Regions from separate parts of the Zea mays genome. Here region 1 is linked to region 2. The links are chromatin contacts, called in public Hi-C maps. All regions are on one chromosome and are shown on one strand. The core of a region is the stretch at or near the end of the contact, and the rest is flanking DNA. Distances in the headings are between cores, read along the strand shown. Region 1 holds the start of LOC100274450. Region 2 holds the start of LOC100275453.

Region 1 (2,915 bases), core at 92-2,591, 390 kb before region 2:
TCCTGCACATAACAAGGGTAAACTTTGAAGCAACCTGCAAAGGGTCCATTAAATGAAAGGTAATGCAGATTCTGATAAAGCTAGAGTGCAAGCATGTAAAACTACAATAATGCATTGATAGTGACTCAGTGAACAACATGATCCTGTAAAAGTAATTAGGAAGATCATTATGTACTACAGATTTTATATAGCCATAGAGGGGCATACATTGAGCAAACTTTGCATAGAACCAAAATCAAAAGGATTTGAAAAGCCTGCTGGAGGAAGCCCTTGACGTTCGTCGGAAGACCCTTCGGATTTTGGAGTTTTCTTCTCATCTGCAAAATAAAACGATGCAGACAAAAACACATGTCATGTGGTAATTAACTATGACACCAAAGCAAAATGAAAGCCATTGAAAGAAACTGAACAACAGTTTGGTGCGTTCATAAATAATCCGTAGTTGAGTCAACATGATACCATTGAACTTCTTTAACCTTATTAGAATGGAAGGACACTACCTATATGTTTCAAAAAGATAAGGCAGACCAAAGTAATCCAGTCAAATGCACCAGAAATCTGGTCAAACACACCAGATTCGACACCTGTAAACACTAGAATTCCCCCAGAAACCTAACACATTAGGAATTTAACAGACAAATTGAGTTGAAGAGGCCACTTATATTTCCTACTCCGGCCCACCAGTGGGCAGCCAAACGAATTAGCAAATTCTCATCGATCAATTGCAGAAGCTACAAAACTAATGCCATTGACATCCCTTGCGTGCAGAGGTGGACTTAAGTAGGGCGTGAGGGTACAACTGATCCTCCGATTTTCGGCAGACAGACTGCTAGCGGCAGCAGTAATTCACCTAACAAACACCCTAACACTAAGATCGAGCTCGCGCAAGGTCCGAACCATGGCATGGACAAGCAGATTGGAGTAGCACTGTACCAGACACAGCAAACAAAACCCCAACTGACTGGATGAACTGCAGCAGGTCGATCCACAGAGGAAGATGCGGGCTCGATTCTCCAAGCACAACAAAGATCGGAACAGAGTAGAATACAACACAAGCGAGCGAGAGAGAGCGCGCGCTCACCAGCAGATCCGGGCGGATCCCCACTCGACGCCATCCCGGTTGAGCGACGGGGTACGGCACACGCTACTAGCTGGGAAGAATTCGAGGCGACTTAGCTCTTGCTCCGGTGGAAGCTGGCCTGGAAGGGCGTGCTCCGCCTCGGCGAACGGAGAAAGGTTCGGCCTTGCCCCTCGGCGGCGCTGGTGGGCGGTGGCGTGCGGGAGGGAGTAGGGTCGTAGGGACTAGGGGACGGACGAAACGAAGGCACGAAGCGGTCGTCGGGACTCGGGAGGTGAGCTGGAACACGTAGGTGGGCCGGATCGGGGGCAACTCAGAACGGAGCAACGGGCCGAGGCGCATATGGCATGTTTGCCATATTGCGCCCATTTAGACTGTTTGGTTCAGATTTTTTTTACCGGCTTTTCCGATAATCTAGTTGTGAGAAGAATCTGGCTGTATAGAGAATCTGAGTATCATTAGGATTACGTACGAAGGAAGATAAAGTTATCCATGGAGCTCAGGATCTATAAAATGATGGATTACTACTATTGCGACGACTCAACCAATTATATGTTTATATTGATTTTGAATGATTTTTACTCAAACGAATTTTATAGAAGCTGGCTGAAAAGCTGAGTGTTTGGCAGTCCGCAACAGCTTTTGGTGGCCAGAAGCTGCGAAAAGCCGAAACAAACGGGGGCTTTATCTCGTCCTAATTACTGTCGCGGCTGCAATGCCTACGCCTACCGCCTCGCCTCGCCTAGGGATGGCAACGGGCACATTTTATCCGCGTGCCCGCAGGTAAAAACCCTATAGGGTGCGGGTTTGGGTGTGAGTTTATACCCGTGGGTACGGGTACGGGTTTGATTCTCAACCCGACGGGTTTTTTCTCGTGGGTATGAAAATGTTGTACCCGTGCCTGCAAACCCGCATACCCGCGCGTGTGTGTATATATATATGTATGTATGTATATGTATATATATATATATATATATATATATATATATATATATATATATATATATATATATGTGTGTGTGTATATGTGTATATATGTATGTATATATATGTATGTGTATGTATGTATGTATATATATGTATATATATATATATATATATATATGTATGTATGTATGTATATATGTATGTATATATATAATATGACAACTTGTGGGTATTGTGCCCGCGGGTGTACCCGCGGGTGCCATAAACCCGCGGGTAGTGGGTTTGGGTAACATACGCTACTCGTCGCGGGTAGCGGGTACGGGTTTAACATTAATCTCGCGGGTACGGGTTTGTAATCTCTATACCCGCGGGTTTTAAACCCGTTGCCATCCCTAGCCTCGCCTGCCTCTCTCTAAGGCACTAAGGCATAGTAAACGTGTGTTTAGGGTGTGTTTGGTTTAGCTTTTGGCTTTGACTTTTTCTCCCTATAAGCCAAAAGCCAAACCAAAGGGTTGGATCCAGAAAGCAGCTTTTTCTAAAAGCTGACTTTCTCGCAGTGCAAAACTGAAATCATCTCTTGACCTGTTTTTAGTGGCTTTTGGATGGAACTGTGAAAACATATATCGAAGAACTTTTAACGGCTTTTAGTGGTTTCCACATAACAGTTTTTAGCTTTTTAACAGTTCACAGCCCACAGCAGCTTTTTCCATAGCTCACAGCCCACAACAGCTTTTTTCACAGCCACAACCCAACCAAACATACCCTTAGTTAGCGGGTTGAAATGGGTTGGAACGGGTTCAATCCATAACAATCTGTGTTTGGTTTAAAAGGCTCACGGGTTAGATTGGTTCTGGGTCGAAATACTTCTTGAAAATATGGGTTATAGAAATTTCTTAAAAACAAGCGAACT
Region 2 (2,963 bases), core at 335-2,834:
ATCCTTGACTATTTAATTCTAACTGTGGATGTTACTCATCATGCCCCGTATTCTGTTTTCTTGCAGAGGAATTACCGATTCTTCTTCATGTTTGTGTCTTCAACTACTGTACTATGCATATACGTGTTTGCATTCTGCTGGGTCAATCTCAGGAGAATTATGGACACGCATCAATGCAAAATTGGTAGAGCTCTTTTGAAGTCTCCTATCTCCGGTCTTCTCATCCTATACACATTTATTGCTGTGTGGTTTGTAGGAGGATTGACCTCATTCCACATCTATTTGATTTCTACAAATCAGGTAAGACTATTCTTGAGTAACTGGAGTAACATTTAATTTGCTTTGCAGTTTATTAGCAAGCTAGCAGATTGAAATCTCATGAAAAAAACGTTTTTCAGACTACTTATGAGAACTTCAGATACCGCTATGACCGGAGAACAAATCCTTACAACCTTGGAGTGGGTCAGAATTTCATCGACGTCTTGTTTTCAAGGATACCCAGCTCAAAACACGATTTCAGAGCAAAAGTTAAGGCCGATTCTTCGACCTTCGCGTCATCCCTCAGTATGGGACGGGTTCTAAGCCCACCCAAGACGAGCGTGGACCTTGAGATGGGCATGAAAAGGCAAGCGGTGGCCGCAGAGGACTTTGAAGACTTGCACAGCCAGATCGGCAGTGCTATGGGGCTGGAGAGATGTGGCACCGAGCCGCCGCATTTTGTCGGCCGGAAGGGCTGCTCTGAGATGTCACCTGACATAGAGGCGTTCGCAGAAGAGTTTGGCATGGAAGGTGGGCTCAGTGAGAGGAAAAAGATTGAGCGGCGGACAAATGATGATTCGTAGGAAGTTTCCCACGTCACAAACCACCTCTTCGGCCTTCCTCCAGGCCCCAAACTTGGTAAAAGCTTGCAAAGAAGAAAGTGAAGTAGGACAAAACGGACGGTAGAGTGAATCAGGCATTGGTTAGTTTGTTTTGGGTGTCATTTCTAGCCAAGACTTGAGTTAGAAGTGAAAGATGTTCCTTGACGATATAGAAATGATGAATCCACATCTGGTTTGGACTTCTTAGTCTATGTGATGTATTGGATGTGTGGTGTGGCAGTGTTGCTTCTGATTTTGTTGAAGGTGTAATCTGTTGATTTAACTTGGCTATGCATTCATTTAAGCGATCAAATTTCTGCACTTTTGCGCTAAATCTTTAGATATTGTTCAGATAAGGGTGGATTGAAGGGAATTAAATCATTTGTTACTGAAAATTGAATAGGAAGAGATTTAATCTACATTAACCCCTCTGATTCTCATGCAACTTAGGTAAAATCAATTATTTAGATAATTTTAACAGCTAACTATTAACAATAGTACATTAAAATAGGGTCTTATTTTATCAATAAACAGTATCAATTGTAGGTTTGAACTTTTTTTTTTGGCATAACACTACTTCATTTTCAATTCCTCTTTCATTTTGTGCAAAATGTAGAGGTCTATCGTGTTCTGAAATCTTTGTCATGCTGCGACGCCGTCGTTTGAAAGGCTTCGCTATGGTCTACGAGCCAGCCAGCCAATGCAAGCTCGCCACGACAACGAACAGGTGAGCTCACTCTCAGTCGGTCTCCGCCCACCGCTGCCGCACGCGACGCTGTGCCCAGGAGTGCACCGCACCGCACCTGCCCAGCCGCCCAGGGTTCACGCCCGCGGCCCGCGGCCCGCCGAACCTTCACCGTCCCCCGCCCCGCCTTGCTGAATTCCAAAGTCCAAACCGACGAGCGCAGCGTGGTGACATTGGTGGTCTTCGAAAGTTTTGGGCTGGCTTATTTACTTACGGGACAAGACCCAGCTAGCTCGTAGCCCATTATCTGCTAGTAGCCTGGCAGTTCCGACGCTGCTTGCGGCGGCGCTTGGCAAGGCCGACAAACGGCGACCAGGCAGGCGAGCTCGTCGCCTCGGGGGCAGGGAGGACCGGAGCCCCTCGCCTCGGAGGAAGGGAGGACCTGAGGTAGGCACCTCCTCCCCCTCTCTCTCAACGTCTCGCTGCTAGCGTTCTGTTCGATTCACCAGCTCGTCTGGCCCTCGCTAATCTGCGGGTCGGGGCAGCGAGTGAGCGGCGCCGGATTTGTTGCTTTCTCTGTGAGGCGTGAGCCCGTGCAGTGCCTGCCGTCTGCCGAGCCGCCGGCCGCTGTGAGCAGCTGCGCGTGCGCATGCTCACTTTGTGATAGTTTGATTCCTACGCTGCTCTGTTTCCTGTCGAAAACCAGCCATCCAGAAATGCTGCTTCTTCAACGCCAAGGAACTATCGCAAGATCACTCTGAGTTCCTCAAACATGATGTGCCATTTCTGGATCCCCAGATGGCCAAACTTGTCATGGCTGCTGCTGTGGATACTTGAATTTTTCCCTCAGCTTCACAAATTCCTGACTACGCGGCTACGCCGGTCCATTTGAGTGCCGGCGTGCCGCTCCACCAGTCCACCATAGAGTCACAAACTACTGCTGTTAATTATTGCCAAGCTATAAAAACGCAGAGTTCCTGTGCATTGGACCTGAAGTGTTTGGCCGTGATACGTATTGAAAAATAGCTAACTGTCTGAAAACTCAGCAAGACATGATGTATTGGTCTCTCATGTCGGGTTCCTTTGCAATGTAGGTTTCAGTGTTGGGTGACAGTTCCCCATATCCTCCAAGCGCGTGCTTGCCTGCAGCAACAGATCGCTTGTCAACTCCATTGGCTTTAATGGGTGCACCTTCACAAATATTTGTTGGGAAGTCAAAAGCCTTCTGCATTGCCAAAAGCTCTTTTCCTGAACACAAATATGCCCTTTCAATTTTAATCCCACGACTCTCCCATTGCCATATTCCCCTCCTCCTCTCCCAGTCAATTGTTTCAGGTCTTCTCCTCAAGCTCCCCCTTGTCCACTCTGTCCTCCGATCTCTCTCTTTGGGGCATTTCCCATCTCTATCCCTCGATTTA

The links. A called contact is a pair of places that touch in the nucleus more often than the background predicts.
Region 1: a contact with region 2 is called in a Hi-C map of tassel, with 5 times the contacts expected there. The contact joins the promoter of LOC100274450 here to the promoter of LOC100275453 in region 2. A contact is called at or near these places in 2 of 25 Hi-C or Micro-C datasets (ear and tassel).

What each region holds. Positions count from the first base shown.
Region 1 is chr4:199,898,410-199,901,324 of Zm-B73-REFERENCE-NAM-5.0, reverse strand. It overlaps LOC100274450, which reads right to left and starts at 1,341. Exons shown (of 8, transcript NM_001148809.1): 1 at 1,082-1,341; 2 at 208-317; 3 at 1-2. The coding sequence starts at 1,115.
Region 2 is chr4:199,512,814-199,515,776 of Zm-B73-REFERENCE-NAM-5.0, reverse strand. It overlaps LOC100275453, which reads left to right and starts at 1,584. Exons shown (of 7, transcript XR_004857919.1): 1 at 1,584-1,992; 2 at 2,640-2,963. LOC100274463 (putative protein S-acyltransferase 7) reads left to right here. Exons shown (of 5, transcript NM_001148822.1): 4 at 67-300; 5 at 399-1,071. The coding sequence ends at 842.